Linked DNA regions of Pan troglodytes: regions 2, 3 and 4 are each linked to region 1. A link is a contact called in public Hi-C and HiChIP or PLAC-seq data. All regions are on one chromosome and are shown on one strand. The core of a region is the stretch at or near the end of the contact, and the rest is flanking DNA. Distances in the headings are between cores, read along the strand shown.

Region 1 (7,079 bases), core at 3,384-5,883:
TTGAACCCAGGAGGCTGAGGTGAGGTGAGCCGAGATCATGCTACTGCACTCCAGCCTGGGTGACAGAGCGAGACTCTGTCTCAAAATAAATAAATAAATAAATATCCAATATCTATTAAGAGAAAAGTTAGAAAAGAAAGAGCAGTAAACTAGACATGTGCACAGACAAAGTGAGTACCTACAGACAAATGTCTAGAACTGTAATCCCAAACTGTTAAAGGGGGTTATTTTTGAGGGGTGGAAATGAAAGGATTTTTAAAAATTACAAGTAACACAAAAAACTGGATTGATGAAATCATAGCTTCTACAGGGTTACCAAGTTCCTTCTAGATGTTTATTATTTGTGCTAACGCATTTTCTCACTGTGAACAATAAAGCACTGTCCAGGCCCAGGCTCAATACACAAAATGAAAACAAAGACTTGAAGGCTACAAGAAAAATACTTTTCCATAACATAACATCAAGTATTCTACATCACAAATTCTGACAACTCTTCCATTATGCCAAGCTAAAAGCAAGAGACTACTAATTAACACAGTTATTTGGGGGTAAATAATTTATTCCTTTAGAACTTACTTTGATACCCTGAAGACAATATAATCCAGGGAGTTAAGAGAATATATGCGTTGTGCATTTGCCAGTATTCTAGGACAAAATTTTTTTATTCATAGAGTGTTTGGGGAAAAAAAACCCAATGAAATAATAAGGAAAACCTATTGCTAAGGTAGCTCCTTATACCAAGAAACAGGGAGTACATACCACAGGTTTGGTCGAATCCTTTGGAACATCAACGTGTAGGTTTGAAAACTGTACCCACTTCATATTGGTACTGCTATGTGTGGGGAAAAAAAGAGAAACCTAAGTAAAATAGCACAAGAACCTATTTTGTTCAATTTAGCACATCCAATTGTATACTTACAGAAGCAAGCCACCATTTTTGGCTGTATTGCCCTTAGAGGTGTTTACAGAAAAATTCCCCAATGCCTAAAGAAAAAAAAAGTAGGACATGTGTTAGAATTAAAGTCAACTACCAAACCATTCATAATTTCCACTAAAAACTAAAAGGTTACCTCATTATTTCAGATGAAGATACTGGGGTAACTAAAATGGCCAAATTAGATTAAAAAAAAAAAGAGGACAATGGTAGAGCTGATGATAAAAAAAAAAGCAGTCTCAAAATACTAGAGAATCTCTATTTTAAAGATTAGGAATAAAAACTTTTTCAAAAAAACAATTCTCACATTTAAAAAAAGCTATGAATTATGTGGACATCAAGAAAAAATGTGACTTCATTTTCCCATTATTTTTTACAAATTAATTGTACTTCAGTATAATACTTATTTTGCCTGAATATCTTTAAGCAATAAAATATATTGTTTTTATAATTTGTTAAGAGTTGGAATAAAAATTCTAAAGTATCCCTCTTTTGATGCTTTCATACATCTTTTAAAGCATACATATTTCTTAGCTTGGCTGGGATAACTAGCTTATAATGAACTGAAATATGTGCTGTGACTTATACCCATCATTAACTACTATGCCACATGCTACAACGAACCCACATTTCCAAATCCTTTACCATCAGCTCCCCCTGGTGGAACAAGACTTTCCAGTTTTAGGAAACAAACGATACTACTACATATAACAGCTGTTTTTTCCTTTAAACTTTTCTGAGATTTTGAAGTGTAACCTGAGAAAGTGGAAACACAATAGGATCCCTAAAAACACAATGAAGATGAAAATAAGGCCAGGTGCCGTGGCTCACACCTGTAATCCCAGCACTTTGGGAGGCCAAGGTGGGTGGATCACTTGCGGTCAGGAGTTCCAGAGCAGCCTGGCCAACATGGTGAAACCCTGTCTCTACTAAAAATACAAGAATTAGCCAGGCATGGTGGCGGTGCGGTTGTGATCCTAGTTACTTGGGAGGCTGAGGCAGGAGAATTGCTTGAACCCGGGAGGCGGAGGTCCAGGCTGGGTGACAGAGTGAGACTCCCTCTCAAAAAAAAAAAAAAAAAAAAAAAAAAAAGAAGTTTAGCATAAGTGAAGTTTCATTAATACAAATGATTGTCACCTAAGTATGTTTTTGTTTGTTTTTTCAGGGTTTTTTTGAGACAAGGTCTCACTCTGTTATCCAGGCTGGAGTGCAGTTGCATGATCATGGCCTGGACCTCCCAGGTTCAGGTGGTCCTCCCACCCCAGTCTCCCAGATAGCTGGGACTACAGGCACGGGCCACCAGGCCCAGCTAATATTTTGTACTTTTGTAGAGATGGGGTTTCACCATATTTCCCAGGCTGGTCTTGAACTCGTGGGCTCAAGCGATCCTCCAGCCTCAGTGTCCCAAAGTGCTGGGATTTCAGGAGTGAACCACCACCTAGCCACGTTTTAAAAGCCTATTCTTAGCTTATTGTCCTTCCTCTCCTTACCCAAGATAGAGACAAATCATAACTCTATAATCTTCTTTGCACCAAAGGGGAAAAGGAAAAAGGAAATCAGGTACAACACAAAGTGGTAAGAGGTATGTGCCATTCTTCGGACAAAATTGCATAGAAAATTCCCTCCCAACAATTACACCAGTGACCCCACAATCGAATTGTGCAAGAGGAGCAAGAATATTACACTTCTCAGTCACATTCTCCCACTATAAACCTCTGCTTTTTCTTTTCTTTTTTTTTCTTTTCTTTTCTTTTTTTTTTTTGAGACAGAGTCTTGCTCTGTCGCCCAGGCTGGAGTACAGTGGAGCATTCTCAGCTCACTGAAACCTCCGCCTCCTGGGTTCAAGCAATTCTCCTGCCTTAGCCTCCTGAGTAGGTGGGATTACAGGGGCCCACCGCCACACTCAGCTAATTTTTGTATTTTTAGTAGAGACGGAGTTTTGCCATGTTAGCCAGGATGGTCTTGATCAGGAGATCTCGTGATCCGCCCACCTCGGCCTCCCAAAGTGTAGGGATTACAGGCGTGAGCCACCGTGCCCGGCCAAGAAGTTTTTAAATTGCATTTTTTCTTTGTATTTCTTGAGAGAGAGAGAGAGAGAGAGAGAGAGAGAGAGAGAGAGAGAGAGAGTGTGTGTGTGTGTGTGTGTGTGTGTGTGTGTGTGTGTGTGTGTGTGTTGGGGGAGTGGTGGTTTGGAAGGGAGGGCTGTCTGGGTAAATTTGTCTTAATAAAGCAGTTCAAAAATTTCAATCTCTAATATCATCTGACTTTTCTCAAGAACAGTGGTTTTCAGGCCGGGTGCGGTGGCTCAAGCCTGTAATCCCAGCACTTTGGGAGGCCGAGGCGGCCGGATCACTTGAGGTCAGGAGTTCGAGACCAGCCTGACCGACATGGTGAAACCCCGTCTCTACTAAACATACAAATATTAGCTGGGCATGGTGACGCATGACTGTAATTCCAGCTGCTCGGGAGGCTGAGGTAGGAGAATCACTTGAACCCGGGAGGTGGAGGCTGCAGTGAGCCGAGATCGTGCCATTGCGCTCCAGCTTGGGCGACAAGAGCGAAACTCCGTCTTCAAACAAAAACAAAAACGGTGGTCTCAAAGTGTAGTCTGAGGACGTCTGTGGGGTCTGAGACACTTTCAGGGGATCCGGGAAATCAAAACTATTTTCATAAAACCAAAACGTCATTTACAACTTTTCCACTCATTCTCTTACCAGTGTACAGTGAAGTTTTCCCGTGACAGCCTGAGGTGTGATATAGGAAAAGATTAAATACAGAAGCAGATTTGAATCTAGCTTTTATTAAGCCAGAAATTAAAGAGAGCTGCAAAAATGTAAAACATTGCTGCTCCTTACTCAGTTTGTTCAGAAAATATATTTTTCATAAAGTATTAGTTGTAACATGTAATGAGTTAGTGTTACTTTTAAGTCAATATATATTCTTAAGTTTTATTTTCCAAAAAGCTAAATATAGATAGCAAAAACCCACAAAAACAAAAGCTCTCTGGAGTCCTGAACTCCGAAAGTGTAAAGTGGTCCCAAGGCCAAAAAGCAGGAGAACCGCTGCTGAAAAGTTTTTGCTCCTCCTGCAAATAACTGCGCAGAGGATATCTAACCCACTCCTCTGGCTTGAGACCTTCATCTAAATTTGGATGCCAGGAAAGCATCTCAATTTAGTTCCATGGGAAGAGTCTGAGATCTTGCACCAGCTCAGCCTCTAATTTTCGCGAGGCAAATTTCCTGTCTTCTCTGAGCCTCAGTTTATTTTGCAAGCGTGAAAGGAGGGGTTTTGGAACATACGAAGTACAAAATCTTTTCCAGCTCTGACATTCTACGATTATTCTTGTTCCTATCTTTGCCTGGACTCACTAACTTATATTTAATTCCATGAGAGAATTCTGATAAAACCAGCCCCTTTCTCGTCACTTTCCTGTAAACGGCGCGAGGTGAGGGATAAATATCAGGAAAAATCCTGATGGGCAGAGCGGCTGGTGGCAGGGAAACTTAAAAGCAACTATCCCGGTCAGCCCTCCTAGTCTCCCTAGCCAATCCAGTACCTGCCAGAGGCGCCGGCACACAGCCCCGAACGCTGTCCGCGCCGCCATCTTGCCGGTCCCGACCTCTCAGGATTGCTTCCGGGGTTACAGCGGCGTCCTCAGACCATAGAGTTCCGCAAAAGAAGAGAGTACATCCTCATGTTCCGGCGCCGGAACAACCATAGAGACATGATCCTGTGCTTTTTGGGGGCGGGACAGTTGGCTGGCCGAGGCTGGTTTTGCTCCGGCCAGTGTCTGGATAGTTACCGAGCCCTATTAATGTTTTCACCTTTAAATTGTTGTGTGTGTATACACACACACACACACACACACACATTTATTTATTTACTTATTTTTTCCTTTTAGAGACTGAGTCTCACTCGGCTGCCCAGGCTGGAGTGCAGTGGGCACAGTCATAGCTCACTGCAGCCTCAAACTCCTGCCTCAAGTGATCCTCCTGCCTCAGCCTCCCAAGTAGCTGGACTACAAGTGCGTGCCACCACAGCCGACTAATTTTTTGTTTTTTTTAAATTTTCTTGTAGAGACAGGGTCTCATTATATTGCTCTCATTATTTTGTGGGCTGGTCTTGAATTCCTGTCCTCAAGTGATCCTCTGGCCTTGGCCTCCCAAAGGACTGAGATTACAGGCATGAACCACAAAGCCCGGACTGAAACTAGTGTATTGACACCATTTACTTCAGTACTGGAATAATGGGTGATTTATTTTCCTATTTTTGCATTTTTCAATTTTTTTTGCATTTTTCAAAATTTTAACAAAATCTATATTTAACAAGAAAAAGAAAAGTCGGCCACTACCGTTGGGTCCAGTTGCCACTCAGTTACCTTATTGCAGCGGCTTTCTAATTATGGTTCTTAATCCTTTCTTCCTTCCCCACACCAATTGGAATTCCTGTGCTCCAACCATTTTGTATACCGCTGTCCTACTGATCTTTCTAAATTATTCATTTCCTTATGTTACTCTAGTATTTAGGAATTTACAATGGCTAGCTTCACTTACAACAAGCCAAAGTGTTTTGTCTAATTATTAATGTCCACCATAATTTTTTCCAAGTAAAAAGATGTATAACTGGGATTTGCTGTAATAAAAACTTCTTCAGGCTGGGTGCGGTGGCTCACACCTGTAATCCCAGCACTTTGGGAGGCTGAGGTGGGCGGATCATCTGAGGTCAGGAGTTCGAGACCAGCCTGGCCAACATGGTGAAACCCCATCTCTACTAAAAACACAAAAAATTAGTGGGGTGTCATCGTTGTGTGCCTGTAGTCCCAGCTACTCAGGAGGCTGAGGCACGAGAATTGCTTGAACCCGGGAAGTGGAGGTTGCAGTGAGGCAAGATCGTGCCACTGCACTGCAGCCTGGGAGACACAATGAGACTCTGTCTAAAAAAAAAAAGAAAGAAAGAAAAGAAAAGAAAAGGCCAGGTGCAGTGGCTCGGCTCACACCTGTAATTCCAGCACTCAGCACTTTGGGAGGCCAAGGCGGGTGGATCACCTGACGTCAGAAGTTCAAGATCAGCCTGGCCAACATGGCAAAACCCCGTCTCTACTAAAAATACAAAGTCAGGCATGGTGGTGTGCACCTGTAATCCCAGCTATTTGGGAGGCTGAGGCAGGAGAATCTCTTGAACCCGGGAGGCAGAGAGTGCAGTGAGCCGAGATTGAGATTGTACCACTGCACTCCAGTCTAGGGAACAGAGCGAGATTCCGTCTCCAAAAAAAAAAAAACTTATTCCATTTGTGCAAATCTTTAAAAATTTATTTTTATTTTTCCTTTTACTTTCTCCTCATCTTAAAGTCTGCTTCTATAATACTATATTGTCTTTTGTGTGTGTGTGTGTGAGACAGTGTCTCGCTCTGTTGACCAGGCTGGAGAGCATTGGCTTGATCATAGCCCACTGCAGCCTCAAACTCCTGGGGTTAAGTGATCCTCACACCACAGCCTCTGGACTATCTAAAACTACAGGTGTTTGCGACCATTTTTTATTTTATTTTTATTGTTTTGTAGAGACAGAGACTTGCTATGTTGCCCAGGCTGGTCTCAAACTCCTGGCTTCCAGCAATCCTCTCACCTTGGCCTCCCAAAGTGCTGGTTTTACAGGTATGAGCCACTGCACTTGGCCCATTTGTTCACATTTCTAAGCTTTATTTCCCCAAAGTGCTTTCACATATGCATTTTAGCCTAATGGAAAACTCTAGCCTTATAATCAGATCTGGTTTCTAATCCCAGGCTTACCAGTTAGTTGAGTGACTTTGAGCAAGTTATTTCCTTACCCTCAGCCTCAGTTTGCTCATATGTCAAAAAAAAAAAAAAAAGATAACAGTAGTTCCTGCTTCCAATAGTTGCTTGGGAATTCAATGCAATACCAATGTATGGTGTTTAGTACAATACTGCCATGTAATGATACACTATAGATGTCATCCACTATTTGTGCCATTAAGTTTCTACCTCACCTGCCTCACAAGGTTGTTGAGAAGATTAAAAATAAAAAGATCAAGTTTATGAGAATATTTTATAGCATCCAAATAAAGAAGTGTACAAATATAAAGTTGTTTTTTTTTCTCCCCACAAATAGTTATTACTACCCTATTTTG
Region 2 (7,079 bases), core at 3,433-5,932, 230 kb after region 1:
CCCAGATGATTTTAATCCTCCCTCCTCCCTCAGCCACACAGTTTTATGAGGTCAGAAATAAAATGAGCTGAATTCAACTGCCTTTAGAGCAGGACCATGAGCACCACTTATACCGCCTGGGGTATAAGCCACTTGCCTAGATCCTTACTTTTCTTTTTTGTTGTTGTTGTTTTTGTTTTTTTGAGACAGAGTCTCGCTCTGTCACCCAGGCTGGAGTGCAATGGCATGATCTCGGCTCACTGCAACCTCTGCCTCCCAGGTTCAAGCACTTCTCATGCCTCATCCTCCCAAGTAACTGGGATTACAGACCCCCACCATCATGCCCAGCTTATTTTTGTATTTTTGTAGAGACGGGGTTTCACCATGTTGGCCAGGCTGGTCTTGAACTCCTGACCTCAGGTGATCCGCCTGCCTCGGCCTCCCAAAGTGCTGGGATTACAGGCATGAGCCACCGCGCCCAGCCCTAAATCCTTACTTTTCATGGCAATGTCCAAAGTCAATAAAAACATCAAGAGCTTCTCCCAAAAATGCCCATAGTGAAATACAGAGAATCCTGGTGATAAAAATGATACTATATCATTATTATGAACCTTATCACAAATATTCAGCCAAATCCCAATTACCCACAGAAAGCAGGCAAAGCCACACTGGGCTTTCTGGTCTCCAGCTTCTCCCCAAAGCTATCTCCTCCTGCTGCCTGGGAATAAGAGCTTGGTTAACCTTAGACTTGACCAAGGATTAGACAAGTTAACCAACTGGCTGGAGAAGAAACTTCTAAGATGAACAGAAATTATTTTTGGTACCTAGGATATGTACATGCTGCACTCTCTGTTAGCGCATAGAATTGAGACTTTTTGTCCAAGACACTGGCAGACATTTATTCATAAGTATTTCCTTGTGTTTGATGGTCAAGATCACCAGGCCACTCAAGAGTCCTTTCTGGAATACCAAGGATCAAATCCACTTTCTCCATGAGAAGACAAAAACAGAAGTTAATCAGCTCACCCAAGTCCATGAAGCAATTGGCCGTTGGCTCAGGAAGAGACTGTCAAGACCTCTGGAGACCTCGCTTACAAGACACAGAATTTCAGAGCCAGAAGGGAACTCACGGATCAAACCACGCACTTTTAAGATAAAAAATCCAAAGCCCAGAAATGGCTAGAAATTGGTACCTTCCCCACCTTTCTTTCCAGTGATGTTTCCCCTAGCCTTGAGCATCAAAACTACCTTTAAGTTCTTTGTCACTTTACCAATACTGTAAACTTGAGCCAACTATTGAACACAAGACAATTTTAACACTTCCTGGCTAATCAGCTTCACAGAGAATCCTTACATTTGTCAAAAAAATAACGCTTTCGGTTATTATAACCAACCCACCCATTAAAGAAGGAGAAAAAGAAAATCATAAACAAGCTTTATTTTTTGTGACCACACATTTTATTATACAACCAGCAAAGAACACTACAGTCTGTCTCCTCTTTTACACTTTAAGTTCCTAACTCAACAAAAACCACAGGCCCAAGCCGGTTATAGGAGGCAAAACTGAGTACTTTCCACACAGTTCATAGAACAACTGTTTTCACAGCAAGCTCACATAAATGCTATGTGATAATAACACATGCCTGCTATGTGGAAGCCTGCTTACCAAGCTGTGAAAAGACCCATGTTTACTATGGAACCTGCAAAATTAATCTTCTCATACAGCAGAAGGGAAATGCTCTTTTTGGGATGTCAAGCTGGCTTCTAAACAATCCTTTGGCGAAAATGGACATGCCTAAAAGGGCGGAGCCCAGAGAGGTGTGTCACTCCGGGTATCAATTCCTATAAATCAGATCCTGACAATCACCACAATATTTTAAAAAGAACGAATTATGATTCATGGGCCTTCAAGCCTTTATTACCGCAAGAACATTCTCGGTAGAAGAGGAAAAAAAAAAACCTACTGTGACTTGATTAATGGCCAAAGCAAGACAATAAAATAAATCTCATAAATATAAGAAAAAAAACCTGAATGACTGCTCTTGGCTCTGAGGCTGGGCATGTAAATAATTCCACCCTGGAATGAACATACATAAAGATTTTGTTTACTCTCCCAGCAAATACAACAACCAGACTCAGATTTTCATCAGGTAAAAATAATAGCTAATTTGTTTAACTAATGCCTAGTTAGGAACATTTGATAAGCAGCAATAATATTTAATTCCCAACTAACTCAACTCTCAAACTGCCAAATATCAACCCTCAATCTGGAAATCTGACGACAGTTAGGAAAGAAAAAAAGCACTCTCCATCAGCAACGTGTAGCGAGTTTTTTAAAACCCATTTTTCTCGACCCTGCTAGAACAGAGCCTGTCTACAGAATTGCAGAAAGCTTAACCAACCTCAGTTAACCCCACTGCCTAGTGGCTACTCCCTAACCCTACTAAACGTCTCCGGGTTGGACCCGAGATGCTAAAATTATCCTAGCAAAGTTAAAACTCCCAGCATCATCAAGGTAGCTGACAGCTAAGACCTACAACTCTTCTGCAGAAACCAGTAGGCTGAGGACCAAGAAAACAGAGGCAAGGAGAGGCAAAGGCTGCTGGTTAACTAGTTAAGCGCTGAGGACTCCTGCTGTTATCCTCTCCAGTCAGTGAGCATCAACACCACACTTCCTATCGCCAAACTCCTTTCTTAAAAGGGTCAGTGATGCAGAAGGTGGGTGCTAACTGGGACAACTTAAAACTCCCCTTCTTAAAACTCTCCTCAATGACCTGCTGAAAAGTGCACCTGGACCGGTTTTCAGGAGATATTTTTTAATGAACTCTTTAGCCACTACAGGGGCGGTCATTCCTAAGCACGACTTCCACGCACTTCACAAGACAGCCCAGGCCATGCTGAATTGAAGCCATCCCCTTCAGTACGGGCACTTGCCAAAGCTGCGTCTAGTCTGGGGAAGAGTTTCCACAAAGCTGGCTCTAACAGGCCGGCAGAAGACACACGGAGGAACCAGAAAGCGTTTTCTTGTAACCTAAGGATGGCAGGCGCACATGCTCCAGTCCAGTGCTGGCCAGAGGCTGCCTGCCAGGTGCTCTCGGCCTCCGCTGGTGAAGGAGTGGTTTGGTTGGTTTTTAATATCTGTTTCTTAAGACCACCGGCAGTAACTTCCCAGTCTCCCAAACTGAAGTTGGGGAGTGAAGGAACAGGTTTACCCCCTTACACATTTCTCCCATCTGGGTGGCCACACTAACTTCTGGGGAGTACCCAGCCCCCACAGAGCCCGCAGGCGCGTATACATACACATATGTATCATGTCAAAAACCCCAAAAGGCAGAGTCCTGCGGTTTCTTAGTTGGAGAATGAAGCCTTTATAACATCACAACCTCAAATGCAAGCCCACCATCACTACCTTTAAGCCAGGGTTGCCAATTATAGCGCCCACCTCATCCCTCCCCCTTTGCTGGGATGCTGTGCAGCCCGGAGAGGGAAGAAGGGAAGAAGGGAGAAGGCCTGCTTGCATAGTGAAAGTAAAGGGGGGGGGAGACTTCTCCTTCTGTCTCCCCACTCTTCCCTCCCCACTTCGCCCCACCCCCGTCTTCTCGAGGAGCATCCCCAAACTAATTTTTTAAAAATGAAACTTAATAAGCTTCTTGCCTACCTTGGCTGTTTCTGCAACAAGTGCATGGGCAATCCGACGAGAAGACCAGTATCCGCTTGGGGGGTGAGATGGGGGGCGAGCAGAGCTGATGGAGTAATTTCAATATTAATTTATGTCAGCCGCCTTCTCTCAGCGCTACTCACTTACAGTACTGCCCTCAGCCTGTAAACAAATATCGCTCCGCCAGGAAACATACTCCCCAGATGCAAGCCCCTCTCCCCAGCAGGGAACCTGGCCCCTCGTCCCCCCGACAAGAGTGTGCTCCCCCACCCAGGGTAGGAAGCTTTGGGTTTCCAAAGCACCAACCCACCACCTCCTCCACCACCCCAGCAAGAAACTTACTCGGTCCGTCTACGCCTCCACCCTCCCTTCAGGAAATCTACTCTCCATATGCATTCAGCCTCCCCGCAGGAAATCTGCTCCCCCCTCCCCCCTTCTATATACATGCACCCCTCCCTCTCCTCCTCCCCATGCGCCCTCCCCGGCCAGAAACTTACTAGTGAGCAAGCGTGCAGGCTCTCCTGATGCTGGAAACTTACTCCCAGATATAGCGCCCGCCAGCCCCCTTTCCCAGCCCTGCTCCCCTTCCTGCCCTCCGCCGCAAGCAACTCCAAACTCTCCGCATCCAGCCGTTCTCCCTCCCCGGTGGAAATTTGCAGCGCCGGGCTGCGCGCGTGCATCCACCCTCCCCTTCAGGAAACTTACTCCCCATCTGCATGCACCGCCTCTCAGCCATCGCTTAGAGGGAAGGGGGTGTGCTGGGGAGACAGAAATACATATGTATCTCTCGCCCCTCCCCCGGTCGCAGCCCACTCGGGGCCGAGCCGCGGTAACCTGGCCTTACCTTTGCATTGCTCCCCATCCTCGCCCCCTCCCTTAACCCTCCTTATCCGCTCCCCGGTACCCCCCTTTTTTCACCCATTACCCACCCCTAGCAACCGTTCCCAAGCTCCTCTCGGCCTTTTTTTTTTTTAAATCCAGGATGCAAATTCCTCCCTTGTCAGCAAATCGACTGTCAAATTATTTTCTTGCAAAAGGAGAAAGGCGGGGTGGGGGGGGGGGAGCAGGAGCAAAAAGAGGGGGAGGGCGGGGGAAGGGAGGGAGAGGGACCGAGGAGGGGAGAGATATCCCTCCGCAGAGCTGGGTCTGGCCGCGGGCGGGGAAGCAGGAAGTAAGGTGTCCAGCGCCGCGACCGGCTGGTCGTCCGCCGCGGCCCCCGCCCGCGTCCCCTTTCCCCCGGGGCGCAGCGCTCCGGCGGGCGCGGGCCGCCCGGCGCATTGTTCGCAGCCTTCGCGGCGGTGCGCTGCTGACTTTATTTGTGCGCTTTGCGTGTGCGTGAGGTTGCACCTTTTGTAGGCTGGCGAGTCTCTGGACGAGGATGGGACGGGGGACACGGGCCCAGTTGCGGCCCTGCGCGAGCGGGACCTGTCAGCCCTGAGGTGCAGCGGACTCTCCGGCATGGCCGGAAAATCGAGGCCGGGGAGAAGGCAGCGTGGCCGGGAAGCTGCCGCCTTAAACCCGGACCAGTGCAGGATTGCTTCCTGCGTAGCCGTCCCGGTTATTGTAACACGCTTTGCAAGCTAACGACTGGGGTTTGTGAGGGGGTTTGTTTATTTTTCTAAGGGTCTGCAAAGATGCCGAGGTCGAGGCGGGCTGCGAGGAGACGGTCCGCGCCTACCCCCACCGCACCCTGGCCTCGGTGGGGCTGGGGCTCCGGAGAAGGGGCTGGAGGTTCGCGAAGCGCGCGTCTCCATCCCTCCGCCCCGATGGGGGCGGGGAAGGGGTGCAGTAGACCACGCTGGAAGAGCAGCTCTCCGGGGAGGGGTCTCCCTCGCTGCGGCAGGCGCAGCAGGCCGGGGAGGGGAGTTGCCTAGGAGAGGGGCCGGGCGGCGGAGGGGAGGGGAGGAGAGGGGGCGCGGGTGCAGCCGCCGCGCGCGCTCGCCCCTCCTCGCGCGCCATGACTGTGGAACGTGGTGCCGGGGAGGAGGGACGGCCGCCGGGGGCCGCCCGGGGCTGCTCGGCATTGGTGCGGAAACCCGAGCCCGGAGTCGCTCCCTCGCGCTGTCTCCTCCTCCTCCTCTGCGGGGGAAACCGCTGCACCCAAACCGGGAGCAGCTGCGAGCAGGGGGCAGGGCGCGGGCTGAAAGGCGAGCCAAAGGTTCAAACCTCCGCGGCGCGGGCGGGGGCGGAGGGCAACAGCAGGACGGCCCCCAGGTCCCGAGAAGGCGTGGCAGTGGTCGGCCCAGGTGTCAGGGAACCTGGCCTGAGACCCCTGCATTTCCAAGCTTCTTTCCTGGTCAGAGGAAACGTGAACCAAAGGTAGTTCAGCTAAACAGACCACCTCGAGCCGGGTTCGAGGCATCTGTCTCGAGGGCAAGACAGTATTTTTTGCACGACAGAAAGTTACACCATCCATTTTTTTCCGTGGGGGAAATCGTTGCGCCCCTTCCCCCAAAATGTCGCGCAAGAGGAATGACCTCCCGCTACCCAGACCTTCGCCAGTGTCCCCCACCCCACCCCCACCCGGGCGCTGGGTGTGGATTGGGCGGAGGGAGGCTATATGGGAGCTTAAAGCATGAGATCATGAGCGGAGGAGACTGCTGCCAAAAGCACCCGAGGTTTTTGTGTTTTTTGAGGGGTAACGGTTCTCCATCTTCAGCAGTGGAAAGTCCTCCCGCCTACCCTACCAATTCTGGGGCACGTGGACCAGAGAGTCCCTGAAAAGAGGAGGGGACCTGGGCTATTTCGCTTAATGAGCGTTTGGCGCGTGCCCAGCCTTTATGGAGCCCTTCCACATAAGCAAAGAAAGCCGGGGGACGGCGCACAGTGTTGCGGCGACTGGGAAAAGCTTCAGATGCTCGATGTCCCCCGCCCTCTTTCCTCAGTCCTCGGTCATCTTCCAAGTGGGCTGCTTTCTGCGATAGCTTCCTGTCCCCCTCCGACCCATTCCTCCCAAGCGACTAAAACTCCTAATGACATTATTTTAAAGCCTTCAAAACCCTCTTCCATTGCCCTTAGAATAAAGCCAAGTTGTGATTTCGCCTCTACAGACCTCTCCACCCGCCCAGCTCTTCCTCGGATATTGTAAGCCCCGTCAAGCTTTCTTTGTTCAAGGGGTGGAGGAGGGGGCGCCTAACCTTTCCCCTTCCACCTCTTCTTACTAACTCCTGCTGGACCTTCAAGATTTGACTCAACTGTCAGTAACTTCAAGATGCCTTCCTGAGGGTACACCCAGGTCTCTACCTCAGGGGAAAAGACCTACCCTAGGTCTCCTGGCAGCAGCGCTGTGGCCGGAGTTGGCCCCAGTGGCGGCCTTTTTCCAAGCGGAGGAGGAACAGCCAAGCTAAGCTTGACCACCGTCACCGCCCAGGGACCTGAGCGGGAGCTGGCTAGGACAAAACCTCAAAACGGGACTTGGGAAAACCGCACCGCCCAGAAAACT
Region 3 (7,079 bases), core at 1,651-4,150, 180 kb before region 1:
TAGTTCTTAAGGTTCACATCCTGCTTACCCGTTTTCTCAGTGCAGCCACCCTCCACCCAGTTCCCACCCTCGACTCCCAGCATCAATACCCATGCCCCCAACACACATCCCTTTCTCAAAGACAGATGCACGAAGTGCTTTGACTGCAGGCAGAGAGGGACCGCCTCAAGGCCTCCCCAAACCTGTGGGGAGGGCCCTTGTAAGAAATTTAAAAGCGTTTCAGAAAGGAGGTGGAAAAGGGGCTGGAATCCATGGAAACTGTCCTGTGCTCTCGCTTGCATCACCAGCATTATCCCAGCCTGTCTGGAGGGACTGGGTAGGATATACAGATGCAGCTTTGGAAGCAGGAGCTGTGGGAAAGAGAGGTGTGAGCATCTTAAGCCTGGACCCACTCCTTGGCCATCTTCCTTACTCATCTACCAAGCTGGAATGCACATCTAGAATGTGAGCATCTCTGCTATTCTTAATTCCCAACAAAAGAGGTGTCTTGGTTTCCCAAATCCCCAGATTCTGGCACATCACGTCCAAGTTGAGAAGTTCTTTCTTGAATATAATCTTAGTTCATTCCTCCCAGTTTATTCATATTCCCCCTTTCCCTTTGAGTGAGGCTTACACAGGGGAAAACATTCATACGTTTGTGTGCACGCACACACGCGCACGCACGCACACACACACACAGCCATCAGGAAAGGATACCAGCTCTGTGCAGTTCCCACAACCCTATTCCAGGCCTGCTGGGCTCACTGTAAACAGTACCAGCCTATGGCTCAGCTAACAGATGGCTGTATCATCCAAGATACAGGACCACAGACTCCCTTTAGGAAACTCCTAAGTTCCTGGCTCAAGTGCACATTTTTTGTGGTCAGCGAAGGAGGCAGGCTAGCCTAACGGTTAAGAATAAAGCCTCCCAAATCAAGTGACCTAGGTTTAAATCCCAGCTCTGCCATTTGTTTCTTGTGTCTGAAGGAAGATTACTTATCTCCAGTGCCTGCGTTTCCTCGTCTATAAAATGGAGAGAATCCTAATGCCTACCTCATAGGACTATATTAGGAGGTTTAAATGAGATATGATCTCTAAGCCACTTAGAAGAGTACCTGACAGTGTTATGTAACTGTTAGCTAGTATTCTAAGCCCTTGAGGGAAGGGGAAGCCGGAAGGAGAAGATGTTTGGGACCATGGAGGTCATGATCTCAATAACTGGCATAGACTAGGACTCTGCTACAATTATCAGAGGCTTTCAGTGTTAAGTTCCAGGGGAAGAAACTCTGATTTGATTACCATGACATCCCCAACAGCTGTGGGAATAGCCTGTGCAGATGGAGTATGGCCATAGCAAATAGGTGCTGAATGAATTCATAAATTGCTGTGTCAGTCATTTCCCGAAGGAGCCCCAGAATTGAACGGCCAGAAGAATCTGTGAGGAAGCAAAGGGAGATCCACTTCTCTATCCACGTCTGGTCCCAAAGAGAAATGAGGTGGTAGGCAGAGGGCAAGGACTCGTCAGAGGAAACAGTCTCAGAGTCCAGGGATGAGGAGGGGGTGCCCAGGATTGTGTGGACCGTCACATCACCCCCAGGTGGACCCTCCCAGCTGTACCCAGCTGGGAATTCCTGGGTTCTTGGGACCCAGCCCAGAAAACTGCCTTTTCTGGGATTCATCCTGTTCATTCCCTTGATGGTTAGACAGTGGATTAAAGGGAGCAGGAATTGTTTCTGGGTCACCCCTATATTCCAGTGTCCAACACCACAGCTGGGGTTCAATCCAGTTCTGTGGAATAAGTGCCCCCAAAGATTTCCATGCTTTTCATCCTTCTGAACCCAACTCAAATGTCCTTTTCTCTCTGAAGCCTTCCCAGCCACCCCAGCCAGTGTACTTGGCGTCTATGTCTATTGTTTTGTGATCCATATTAGCTGTGGATGAATAACATCATTGCACCCTCAGCATTCCATATAATGCCAGGCACATAGTAGGTGTTCAATCAATGCAAATGAGTAACTTAATGCTCCCTTAGTAACAGCAACCAATTTATTCAGTTATTCCTCTTGTTGGCACTTCAAGAGACACAGAAGAAGCTAAGATCATCATCTATGTATCAATCAGACACCACTGAAGGGTCCCTCCCTCCAGTTTCATCCCGGTGCACTTGCCAGAGCACTCACAGACTCCCCATCCACACTGGTCTGCCCTCCTACTGGCCTTCCACCCCATCTTTGAGGCATGAGAAGACCAACAGCCCGGTAAAGCCACGGGGCTTCCAGATCAGCTGGAGGGGGTTGTGCCGATGTGTGTACATACAGAGGGCTCAGGGCCTTTGGGGGTTTCTCTGCCCTTCAATTCTGTGCAGAACACCTCACTCAGTGGGAAAGTGAGCCAAGCTTTCGGTGCCAACTGGGAAGTGATGAGGATGCGGCGACCCCATTGACCCACCCAGCGCCGATCCCCAACGCATGGTCTCCAGCCTGAGCTGACATCCCATCTACCCCGGTTTCTCCAGCACCCAAGCCTACCTCCTCGCCAGGTGACCTCCCCGGAGCACCGACTGGGGTCGCAGGCGCTCTGTCCCGCCGCCTCCGGAGCCTGCCTTTGGGGAGTGGGGGTGGTCGCAACCACCAGCCGCGAGGAGAGGATTGCACCTCTCCCCCCCGGCCGGCATCCGAACAGAGCCAGTCTCCACCCCTGCAGTGGCGAAGTGTTTACAAAGTCCGCGCCGCGCCGCCGATCCAGAGCTGGGCAGGAAGTGGGGAAGAGGGGGCGGAGGAGACAAAGGGGCTGGTGCTCTGCTCAGCCAAGTTTCGGTCCCCGGCCTGACTCTCCCACCCCCTGTACACCCTCGGCGAGGCCAGGAGGCTCATCCGGCGCCGCGCACCCCCGCTCGCAGCCCCCGCCCCCCGCGGCATAGGTGCGGGGACGGGGCGCCACGGAGGCTCAGGTGTGGGCGGCGGGGCCGGGGCAGCACGGGTTCCCGGACCGCTGCCTCCCGGCGTTGGCAACTCCTCCACGTGCTATCCAGGAAGTAAACAACATCATGAGGAGCGACTTCTTTTTCTTTTTTTGAGACGGAGTCTCCCTCTGTCGCCCAGGCTGGAGTGCAGTGGCGCGATCTCGGCTCACTGCAACCTCCGCCTCCCGGATTCAAGCTATTCTCCTGCCTCAGCCTCCCGAGTAGCTAGGACTACAGGCGCACGCCGCCACGCCCGGCTAATTTTGTGTATTTTTAGTAGACACGGGGTTTCACCATGTTGGTCAGGCTGGTCTCGAACTCCTGACCTGAGGTGATCCACCCGCCTCGGCCTCTCAAAGTGCTGGGATTACAGGCGAGTGCCACCTCGCCCGGCCGATTTCTTGAGTTTTACTACACGTCAGGCACTGTGACAGACTCTTTCTGTGTATCATCTCATCTTTCCCCCAGTTTTACAGAAGAGGAAACTGAGACACACTGAGGATTAAGGTCAAGTGCCCGCAGTACCATAGCTGGCTAGTGTTAGGATCCAAGCCCAGAATCTGCGTCCTGCCAGGCACCTGCAAATGGGGACGAACACGGCGCAGCCAGAGGGAGAAACCCACTAGGTTTCTCCCTAGGCGCAGCTAGGGAGAAAACCACTGGCAGCCGCGGGCACCCCACGCCCTGGGAGTGAGGCGACAAGGGACAAGTCTCCCGCCCCCTAGACTTGCCTCGCAAATATTTGCGGGTCGAGGGCGCGAAGGCAGCAGGATGCAGCGATAGACTTGGACTAGGTGGTCCAGGCTCTACTTCCAAGTGGGCCATTGACAGGTGGGGCGGCCCTCAGCACAAAATCACCAGGCTGGATGCTCCGGGGTTTCCCAACATTACTCGCTCAGAAGAATCATCTGGGGAGCTCCTTAATGAGAAAGATTCCCAAGCCCCTCTTCCAGAGAGTGAAGTCACTGGGATTGGGCTGGGCCCAGCCAGGTGTTACTAATAATAAGACAAGTTTGGAAAACCCTGCGAGTGTAGATGACCTCCTGGTATGCTCTTTATAAGAACCGATTTTCATATTAAAATAGGTTTCTTTTAACTCAGTGAAACCGGGCGCGTTTTCCTGGCCCACAACCAAGCCACTGAAGGCCCCAGAACACTTCACTCTCAAAAGGTCACGTGAGGCTGGCGCGGTAGCTCACGCCTGTAATCCCAGCACGTTGTGAGGCCGAGGCCGCGGACTGCTTGAGCTCAGGTGTTCGAGACCAGCCTGGCCAACATGGCGAAACTCGGTCTCTACTAAAAATACAAAAACTAGCGGGGCGTGGTGGTGCCCGCCTGTAATCCCAGCTACTCCGGAGGCTGAGGCGGGAGGATCGCTTTAGCCTGGGAGGTGGAGGTTGCAGTGAACCGAGATCGCGCCATTGCACTCTAGCCTGGGAAACGGAGCAAGACTCTATCCAAAAAAAAAAAAAAAAGTCACGTGAGCCGGGGTCACCGGAGGCGTCCCCCAACCGACTGGGCTTCGGAAAACCAAGGGGCGCACGCCGCCCCGCCCCGCCCCGCCCCGCCCCGCCCCGCGACTACAAGTCCCATCGCGCCCCGCGCTCGCGCACACTACGCCAGAGCAAGATGGCCGACGCGGCGGCCACAGCTGGGGCCGGTGGCTCCGGAACGGTAAGGGCAGGGAGCGCGGGCTCGGAGCCGAGAGAGTTTGGGTATCCTGCAACTTTCCCCTCGACTGAGCAACAAGATAATGCCCAGAAATTCAGCCGCATCATGAGCTCCGACTGGCGGAGGGTGTTTTCAGGCCGTAGGCGCCCCCTCCTTGGGACTTGGCTGCGGCCTCCGGAGTTGGCGGACCTGTGTCTTGATTGGCTCGTTCGCTGTTGGGGGTTGGGAGCCCGGAACACCCCCTGATTGGTCTGAAGATGCCGTTTTCGCCTTCTTATTGGCCGGCCAAAGTTGAAAGGCATTCCCGTTTCAAAATATTTAGCTTTCTTACTTTTTTGTGCTTTTATCTTTTTGCCCTCGTCTCCTCGCGGTCACCTCTTGTTACTGTTTTCATTTTCCCTTTCAATGAAATGGTGTGAAGATGGGAGGCACAAGAGAGGGATCCTGTTTTTTTCTGGGGGACACGTCTTAATCCCATCATGCGTGTTTCTTCAGCTATGTATTCTAATAATCTGCTAAAGTACAAAGTAAAAGACCTGCTATTTTATCTCATTGGGACCGTACGTTTTAGGTAAGCGGAAAAGTGGTCTCTGTATTTAAAGCACCTTGGGTGCTCAATTTTTACTCAGTTGGCCAAGATCCGTAAATCTAAACATTAAGCACTGATTTTTAAAATAAAATTATTTAGTAAAATAACTTTGCTTGCCGTTGACCACGTATGAACTATGTGATTGCATCCTTCTCCTGTGGATGAAAATCTCTCTGCTGATTCACAGAGATCGGGAAGTAAACAGTCCACTAACCCTGCCGATAACTATCATCTGGCCCGGAGGAGAACTCTGCAGGTGGTTGTGAGCTCCTTGCTGACAGAGGCAGGGTTTGAGAGTGCCGAGAAAGCATCCGTGGAAACGCTGACAGAGATGCTGCAGAGCTGTGAGTACATGGAAACACTTGGCCTTGGAGTCAACCCCAACATCAGTTCTGTGCCCTGCTTTGTGATAGTGTTTGAGAGGATTTAAGATACAAACTTTTTTCTTAAGAGGGGAGAAAAAAATTTTTTTTTAATGTAAAAAGTTGAGAAAAGAAAACAGTACAATGGGCCGAGCGTGGTGGCTCACGCCTGTAATCCCAGTACTTTAGGAGGCCGAGGCGGGTGGATCACCTGAAGTCAGGAGTTCAAGACCAGCCTGGCCAACGTGGCGAAACCCCGTCTCTACTAAAAAACACACAAAAAAATTAGCTGGGCGTGGTGGCAGGTGTCTATAATCCCAGCCACTCGGGAGACTGAGGCAGGAGAATCGCTTGAATCTGGGAGGCAGAGGTTACAGTGAACTGAGATCGCACCACTGCACTCCAGCCTGTGAGGCTCCATCTCCAACAACAACAACAACAACAAAAACAGAAAAGAGCATAATGAAGTGACTTACAGGCTTTAGAATCAGATAGACTTGGTGTACATCATCACTCTGTCACTTAATAGCTTGGGCAAGCCACTGAATCTCCTGAACCTCAATTTCCTCATTTCTGAAATGGGATAACAGTTTCTACCTCATGGAGTTGTGAGTGTAAGTGAGATGTATATATAAAACATTCAGTGCTGGGGAGATTTTAAGCTCTTGGTGAGTTATGGGTGCCCTTAAGGACTTTGGTTGGGGAGTCAGGACTAATTCCCCATGCAATAGATATCATCACATTATGTAATGAAATGCTAGATTGTGTGATACAAAGAATGAAGGGGAAAAGCCCCCCCCCTTTTTTTTTGAGACAGAGTCTCACTGTGTTGCCCAGGCTGGGGTGCAGTGGCACAATCTCAGCTCACTGCAGCTTCCGCCTCCCAGGTTCAAGCAATTCTCCTGCCACAGCCTCCCAAGTAGCTGGGATCATAGGCGTGCACCACCACGCCTGGCTAATTTTTGTATTTTTAGTAGAGACAGGGTTTCACCATGTTGGCCAGGCTGGTCTTGAACTCCTGACCTCAGGTGATCCACCCACCTTGGCCTCTCAAAGTGCTGGGATTACAGGCATGAGCCACTACACCCAGCTGAAAAGCTACTTTTAAAAGGAAATGTGTTGAGATTTAGAAGCCCGGGTGTGGTCTTACAGAGGCTTTTCTGCATGTACAACATATTTCCCTGTTTTGAACTTTTGGGGGATGGGATGGGATGAGGGATGGAAGTATTTACGGTGTTTCTTAGGGATCAACAACTATGAAAGGAAGTAGGAGAAAGGTTTGGGCAGAGGGAAATGTGGAGTGCAATGCAGGCCCAATAAAGAAGTGGACAACTTAGCCAGGACCCCTGGAGCATTATTGCCCATCAAGCTGAAAAGGCCCTGCCTTTATACTCAGGTCTTGATCAAACAGTAGATGTGGGTTACCCCAGGAAGGGTGATCTTGGGCAAGGTGGCTCTCTGCAGCTGATGTTTGGCACTTTTAAATACCAAATGTTTTCCTAAAGCAGTGATCTCA
Region 4 (7,079 bases), core at 2,554-5,053, 140 kb before region 1:
GTAGATAGGGAGAAAAAAAGCTTTCATTAAGGATTTTTTATTTATTTATTTATTTGTTTTAGAGACAGGGTCCTGCTCTCAGGCTGGAGTATACAGGCACTATCATAGCTCACTGTAACCTAGAATTCCTGGGCTCAAGTGATCCTCCCACCTCAGCCTTCCGAGTAGCTGGGATTACAGGTACACGGCACCATGCCCAGCTAATTTTAAATTTTTTGTAGGGATGGGGTCTCCCTATGTGGCCAGGCTGGTCTTTAACTCCTGGCCTCAAGGGATCATACCGCCTCAGCCTGCTGAAGTGCTGGGATCACAGTTGTGAGCCACTTTGCCCAGTCTTATGAAAGGTTTTGATCTGTTTATGAATGACGGCTTTGTAACAGTGTTAAGGAGACTAAGGATTTCCTGGTAGGTGAAGAGTGAGGATCTTGTCAAGGGAGATGCCGGTGACCTCCCTCACTACCCCTGGGGCTCCTAGCAGAGATGAGCTGAGCAACTTTTGGTCTGATCTAAGGTGGCATTTCTGCTGGATTAAAGCTTGTGTTCCCATGTGAGTTAGGCTGCCCTAACAAAAAGTCCCCAAAATCAAGTGGCTTAAGTCAGAGGCATATGGCTTCTGTGAAAGCTGGGTGAGTGGTCCAGGCCGTCTGGGTGACTTGGTGGTGTCAAGGTCCCTTCTGCCTCTTGACTCCTCTGTCACTTTGGGTGCTGCTTGCATGACGGAGTATGGTGGCCACCCCATCTGCTGGGCCCAGATTCCAGCGTTGGGGGAGAAGGGAGGTGTATGAGGGCAAACTTTCACCTTGCTCCTAAGCAGGACCTGGAAGCTGCACCCTCCTAGTAATACGAACCCACCTGGCTGCAAGGGAAGCAAGGAAATGTGGTCTTTACCTGGGTGGCTCTGTCTAGGTAAAATTTGGGAGCTTTGTCACCATGGGAAGAAGGAAAAAGTGGATTTGTGGGACAGTTGGCAGTCTCTGTCATAAATGAGGTTTGAGTGTGTATGCCCAGGAATGTCTTGTTGGGACAGGCAGCAAGCCCTCTACTAACAATGCACCCCCTGACTTGCACCATTAGCTCTCCCAGCCCATCCCAGAGGCCAGCAGGTAGGTGCTCCTCCAGGATGGGGGCCCCTCAGTGGGGTCCAGCCCGCTTCTTTTGCTTCTGGCATGTGACTGTGCTGGCTGCCCCTTCCTTCTTCCACATTGTTCCTTTGACTTCCATGACACTGCCCCACTTTCCTTGTTATTCTTGGCCTTCCTTTTCTTTCCTGGCTCTTCCCTCCAGTCCTCTTAGCCGTGGATGGTCACAAACACTCAACCGCTGTGTATGCATGGAGATGGCTCGTCTGCTTCTCCACCTCCAGCCATCATCTCTCCAGGATGCCTCGGCATCCAGCTGTCTGGTGATACTTTGATTTCAACATGGCCAGAGTTGATCTCCCCTTTCCCAAAAACCACTTCCACTCCAAAGCTTTCCCACTTCAGACAGAGGTTAGAAACAGTGAGGATAACGGCAGCTAACCCTCGAGTGCTTACCTTGGCCTGGGACCTCAGGCTGGATGGCACGATCTCATTTTCCCAGCCCCCCGCTTGGTCCCCTGGACCAAGACACTGAAATCAGTGACAAGACAGTCACTGAATTTTGCCCCTTCTTCCTTCCTGGCCTGTCTGATGCTGCCTCCCCACGTGGCTGAGCAGGTACCTTGCTCTTCCCCAGCCTCCATCCCTGCCAGGGCCGTCTTCCCATAAGCCCTCACCTTGTCTTCTCTCCCCTGCAGTAGGACTTGCAGTTCCTCCCTCCTGCTTTTCACTCCAAGTCCAAATGGCCCAGCCAGGCTTCTGAGGTCCTCTGCCAATTCATTGTTTCTTTTGGATAATTCATTTTTCTTTTCATTTATTAAATATCAGTCTATCAATCTGGGCATGCCAGGCGCTGTGCCAGTTCTGAAGATAGCATGACGAACAAGACAGACATGGGTCCTGCCTGCAGGGAATTCATTCCAGTGGGAAGACATACAAAGAAAACAAACCCAAAATTATGACAGACAGTGGAGGGGTGCTAAGAAGGACAAAAGCGAGGGTCTTCACGCCCTGAGAGGAGGCCATTTTCATCACTGCTGTATCCCCTGCCTTTGTTAGAGCTCTTCCTCCCCATCACCTCCTAAAATCTTGCCTGACTTTCCAGCCTCTGTAGCCTCTCCAGATTACGTTGATCCTCCCCTTGTTCAGTCACTCATTAAACAATTTTTTTTTGAGACAGTGTCTCTGTCGCCCAGGCTGCAGTGCAGTGGTATAATCTCATCTCATTGCAACCTCCGCCTCTGAGGTTCAAGTGATTCTTCTGCCTCATCCTCCTGAGTAGCTGGGATTACACATATGCACTGCCACGCCCAGCTAATGTTTGTATTTTTAATAGAGTTGGGGGGGGGGTTCCCCCATGTTGGCCAGGCTGGCCTCGAACTCCTAACCTCAAGTGATCTGCCCGTCTCAGCCTCCCAAAGTGCTGGGATTACAGGAATGAGCCATGGCTTCCAGCTCTAACATTCAACAAACACTTATCGAGCTTCTGCTACACACAGTGTTGATACAGATGTTGGGATACAGCAGCGACTAAAACAAGGTTTCCCCTCCTGTGAGCTTGTGGGCTAGCTGGGGGACAGACAGCTCACCAACAGCATGTAGCAGGATGAGCCGCAGACAAAACTCCTCAGACACCGAGTTAAAGAAGGAAGAGGTTTATTTGGCCGGGAGCATCGGCAAGACTCCTGTCTCAAGAGCCGATCTCCTTGAGTGAGCAATTCCTGTCCCTTTTAAGGGCTCACAACTCTAAGGGGGTCCACGTGAGAGGGTCGTGATCGATTGAGCGAGCAGGGGTACGTGACTGGGGGCTGCATGCACCGGTAATCAGAACAAAACAAAACAGGACAGGGATTTTTACAATGCTCTTCCATACAATGTCTGGAATCTATAGATAACATAACCAGTTAGGTCAGGGGTCGATCTTTAACTACCAGGCTTAGGTCAGGCAGGCCCAGGCCTGGTTTCGGGTCTGGTTCCTAGGCACCGGGCTACCTGCATTTAGTTTCACTTATTTTTCCTTTTCTGAGTATAAAACAATATAAGAGGGTCTGTCTCTCTTCTCTCAAACAGACCTGTCATGTCAGATGGTGAATTTAGGGTCCTGGAAGGAAGGTGACAGTGTGCCTGGGTTGGATGTTTGAGGAAGGTTTAATGAAGGGATTGCTTCCAAAGGTGCAGGCAAGGTCCAGGGGAAGCACAAGGGTTGATGTAGCACGCGGGCTGGGAACAGGGAAGGGGAGGGACAGCTAGAACCTGGGGAGAAGCCCATGGGAGAGGCTTCTGCAAGAGCCCAGGCCTCAGGTCCAGGAGCCCTGCCAGCACACAGAGCCCTGCAGGGAAAGAGCCAACCCGGCTTCTGTGAAAGCTCACCTCACTCTCCTTCCCTCCTCCCACACTGTCCTGCCGGCTCTCTGCTGAATGGAAGCCAGGGGGGACGGGGTCTGCTGATGTGGGCCATACCAGCGCCAGCCTGCCAGGGCCTAGGAGGGTGCATCCGGAGGGGCGGATGAAAGAAATGATTGCCACACAATAGGGCAGCAGGGGAAGGAGCACTTGCTGCAGGGGTTGCTGTTTTGGGAGGGGTGGGAAGGAAATTTCTCTTTGAACAGAGCCCTGAATGCTTTGAGGGGCTGGCCACATGGAGAAGCATTCCAGGGAAAGGGGACAGCAGGCATACTGCTCTGAGGCAGGAGTGTGTGTGACTTCACCACAGGAGGCCGGGTGTCTGGAGCAGAAGGAGCAGGAGAGGAGTGGGGCAGGGGTCGGGGAGGAGCTGGGCCGCACCTGCAAAGCCTCATGGGCTTGATGTTATTCAGATGGAGACAGATAGAAAGGGAGTGACAGGAGCTGACTTAGGATCATTCTGGCTGGAGCAGGTATGGGGGATAGTATTTCTCTTACAGTCAGGTCCACATAGTTTGGCATTTGCCAAACACGATTCAGTAAGGGGACAGCTAGCCACCCTAAGACCCGGGGGAGGTTAGTCCTGGCCCCAAGAGAGCCGGCCAGCCTGTCAGCAAGGCCAAGTGTGACTCCTCACCATAGCCTGAGCCTGTACCAAGGGAGAGGGAGGAAATATAAACCCGCAGATGACTCCCCTCCCCCAGGGAGTTAGCAGTGTAGTCAGGGAGACAGGCAAACACACAGGAACCTGTTTTAACTCCATTCACCAAGACAGAGGAGAACAACTGTCATTGGAAGTTTGGACTTTAGGACTTAAGTACTGAGGCCGGGCACAGTGGCTCATGCCTGTAATCCCAGCACTTTGGGAGGCCTAGGCGGGCGGATCACGAGGTCAGGAGTTCGAGACCAGCCTGGCCAACATACTGAAACCTGGTCTCTACTAAAAATACAAAAAAATTAGCTGGGCGTGGTAGCAGGCGCCTGTAATCCCAGCTACTCCGGAGGTTGAGGGAGGAGAATTGCTTGAACCCAGAAGGTGGAGGTTGTAGCGAGCTGAGATCGCACCACTGTACTCCAGCCCAAGCAACAATGTGAGACTCCGTCTAAAAAAAAAAAAAAAAAAAGGACTTAAGGGCTGAAGCCTGTGCCAAGTTCCGAATGGGGTGGGGTTAGCAAGTGAAGCTTCAGGAAGAGGTGAGTAAGGAGCGGGAGGGCGGAGATGGCGTGGGGGAAGGTGGGAGGGCAGGTGAGGGGGGTATTGTCTCACCCAGCCTGCGGGGACTCAGCCACTGAACTGGGGTGTCTGGGGTGCCCCAGCACAGCTCCTGAGGCTTCCGAGTCCCTCTTGTAATATCTGTTTTGAGAGTGTCAGCTGAAACCAGCCTTCTCCCTTGTAAAGCCAGCAGAGGCTCCCTCAGCAGCATTGGCCCTCAGATTGTCCCTCCCCCAGGCAGGTTCAGTTTGGGAATGCCAGCTCCGAATCAGGGTTGCCCCCCGGAAGGAGTCACTGGAACTGGTGGGTCCTCCTGTAGGTTTCTCTGGAGGGTCTTTCCCATCATGGTCGTCTGGGGTCCAGGGTTGGAAAGGGCCCCGCGCCAGCTCCTTTACCCAGTGAGTTCTTGATGATCTTCAGAGGCTCTTAAATAGACGGTCAGTGCAAAGCCATAAAAAAGATTAGAATCATGTCCTTTACAGCCACATGGATGGAACTAGAGGCCATAATCCTAAGCGAATTAACACAGGAACCCAGAAAACCAAATACTGCATGTTCTGTCACTTGTAAGTGGGAGCTAAACATTGAGCACCCATGGACATAAACATGGGAACACTAAACGCTGCGGACCACGAGAGGAGGGAGGGAGGGAGGGAGGGAGGAAAGGGCCTCGGTAGGCAACCTCCCTGTTGGGTACTATGCTTACTACCTGGGTGCAATATGACCGTGTAGCCAACCTGTACATGTATCCCCCATATCTAAAATAAAAGTTGAAAAAAGCAAGATTTATAAACAGAGATGTGCATCATAGCTTTATTTATAAGAGCAAAAGACTGGAAATTAGCTAAATGTCCCGCAATGGAGAATTATTTTGTTTGTTTGTTTTTTGAGACAGTCTCGCTCTGCTACCCAGGCCGGAATGCAGTGGGACAATCTCAGCTCACTGCAACCTCCGTCTCCTGGATTCAAGCGATTCTCCTGCCTTAGCCTCCCGAGTAGCTGGGATTACAGACACCTGCCACCAACCCGGTGAATTTTTGTATTTTTAGTAGAGATGGGGTTTTGCCATGTTGGCCAGGCTGGTCTCGAACTCCTGACCTCAAGTGATCCGCTGGCCTTGACCTCCCAAAGTGCTGGGATTACAAGCGTGTGCCACCATGCCCAGCCCCCAACAATGGATATTTATTAATAAACGATTATATATCCATAAGTTTCAATAATGTGGAACCATTAAAAATTATGTTTTGGAAGAGTACTTAATGAAATGGAAAAATGTCAATTGTATATTAAATGAAAATATCAGGATGTAAAAATAATGTGTATACTATGATTAAAATATATTGTACATAAATTCATATACTAAATAAATAATAAATAGATGGTCAGGGGCTTCAGAGGCTCTTACAAGTAGCTTTGTGGGTACAAGAAGAACACCCTGAGCCTTGTCAGTTTTTGCCACAATATGAAAGACTCCTGGGGCCACACATTCTATTTCTTTTGAACTTTGTGATGCATTCATTTATGAGTTTTCCTCAGCTACTGATAGTGGGTTTCTCATCCTTCTGTTTTACTTAGGCGCATACTGAAAAAAGTTCTTAATTCTGCGAACATCAACTTCCCGTGCCCAGGTGCAAGTGCGGGGGCAGCTGGCCCAGGGTAGAGCTTTGCCATGGACCCTGGCGCTCCTGGAAAAAAATTCAAGGTATTTTTCCTCCTCTTGGAGCTTGTGGCCTACCTCATCTCCATTTGATTACTAGCTTTTCTTTTTCTCCTTTGTTAAACAGTTATTTATTTTGAAGAGATAATATATGTATACAGTATAAAATTTAAAAGACAGAGAAAGATATAAGTGATAACAAAATATCTTCCTCCTCCCCTGTTTCCCAGAGGCTCAGACCTCATCCCTGGCAGCTGCTATTATGTTACTGTCAATATGACCTTATGTATTCTTCCAGAAGTATTCTGTGCATCAAATGCAAATACTTATATTTTCTACTTCTCAGTGTATTTTTTGGTGATGTTCCATGTCAGTAATAAACAGCTTCTCTGTTTCGTGGCTGTATGTTTGTTGTATAGTTCTACCATAACTTATTTCCCAGCCCCCAGCTGATGGGCATTTAGGTGGTTTCCAGCCCTCTGTTCTTTCAAGCATTGATGCAACAAGCAGCTTTCTGCCTGTGGCGTTTTGTTATGGGTGTCCATTGAACGTGGACAGATGTCGCCCAGCCCTCAGAATGTGTACCAGTTGGCTATCCTGCATGAGTGCCTGCCTCCTTGCCACCTCAGTGTAGAACTCCTTAAACTTTGCTACTCTGATAGATAGAACGCTGTGTCTTATTGCGGTTTTATTTGAGTTGGAGTTGAATTTTTTTCCCCCTGGATTC

What was found. Hi-C and Micro-C count contacts between places; a contact is called where the count stands out from the background. HiChIP or PLAC-seq counts read pairs in DNA pulled down with a chosen protein or histone mark.
Region 2: an H3K4me3 HiChIP or PLAC-seq map of stem cell-derived excitatory neurons shows a contact between it and region 1, with 4 times the contacts expected there. The contact joins the promoter of TRERF1 here to the promoter of MRPS10 in region 1. A contact is called at or near these places in 1 of 7 Hi-C or Micro-C datasets (stem cell-derived neural progenitor cells) and 1 of 1 datasets of contacts at active chromatin or transcription factors (stem cell-derived excitatory neurons).
Region 3: an H3K4me3 HiChIP or PLAC-seq map of stem cell-derived excitatory neurons shows a contact between it and region 1, with 2.6 times the contacts expected there. The contact joins the promoter of CCND3 here to the promoter of MRPS10 in region 1.
Region 4: a Hi-C map of induced pluripotent stem cells shows a contact between it and region 1, with 2.3 times the contacts expected there. The contact joins the enhancer-like site here to the promoter of MRPS10 in region 1. A contact is called at or near these places in 1 of 7 Hi-C or Micro-C datasets (induced pluripotent stem cells) and 1 of 1 datasets of contacts at active chromatin or transcription factors (stem cell-derived excitatory neurons).

What each region holds. Positions count from the first base shown.
Region 1 is chr5:48,102,111-48,109,189 of NHGRI_mPanTro3-v2.0_pri, forward strand. MRPS10 (mitochondrial ribosomal protein S10) reads right to left here and starts at 4,634. Exons shown (of 7, transcript XM_518474.9): 1 at 4,491-4,634; 2 at 920-984; 3 at 760-832. The coding sequence starts at 4,538.
Region 2 is chr5:48,336,452-48,343,530 of NHGRI_mPanTro3-v2.0_pri, forward strand. It overlaps TRERF1 (transcriptional regulating factor 1), which reads right to left and starts at 4,683. Exons shown (of 18, transcript XM_063813036.1): 1 at 4,482-4,683; 2 at 3,638-3,722.
Region 3 is chr5:47,927,549-47,934,627 of NHGRI_mPanTro3-v2.0_pri, forward strand. CCND3 (cyclin D3) reads right to left here and starts at 2,901. Exons shown (of 5, transcript XM_016955479.3): 1 at 2,508-2,901. It overlaps TAF8 (TATA-box binding protein associated factor 8), which reads left to right and starts at 4,553. Exons shown (of 9, transcript XM_009451254.3): 1 at 4,553-4,615; 2 at 5,389-5,545. The coding sequence starts at 4,571.
Region 4 is chr5:47,966,953-47,974,031 of NHGRI_mPanTro3-v2.0_pri, forward strand. TAF8 (TATA-box binding protein associated factor 8) reads left to right here. Exons shown (of 9, transcript XM_009451254.3): 9 at 6,271-6,747. The coding sequence ends at 6,355. Among named protein-coding and RNA genes, the nearest start is that of TAF8, 38 kb to the left of the region's middle. Within about 2 kb of position 3,804, at least 3 of the 24 cell types and tissues checked have an H3K27ac peak or open chromatin away from gene starts, as enhancers often do. A contact at or near this core is called in induced pluripotent stem cells, where this site is marked.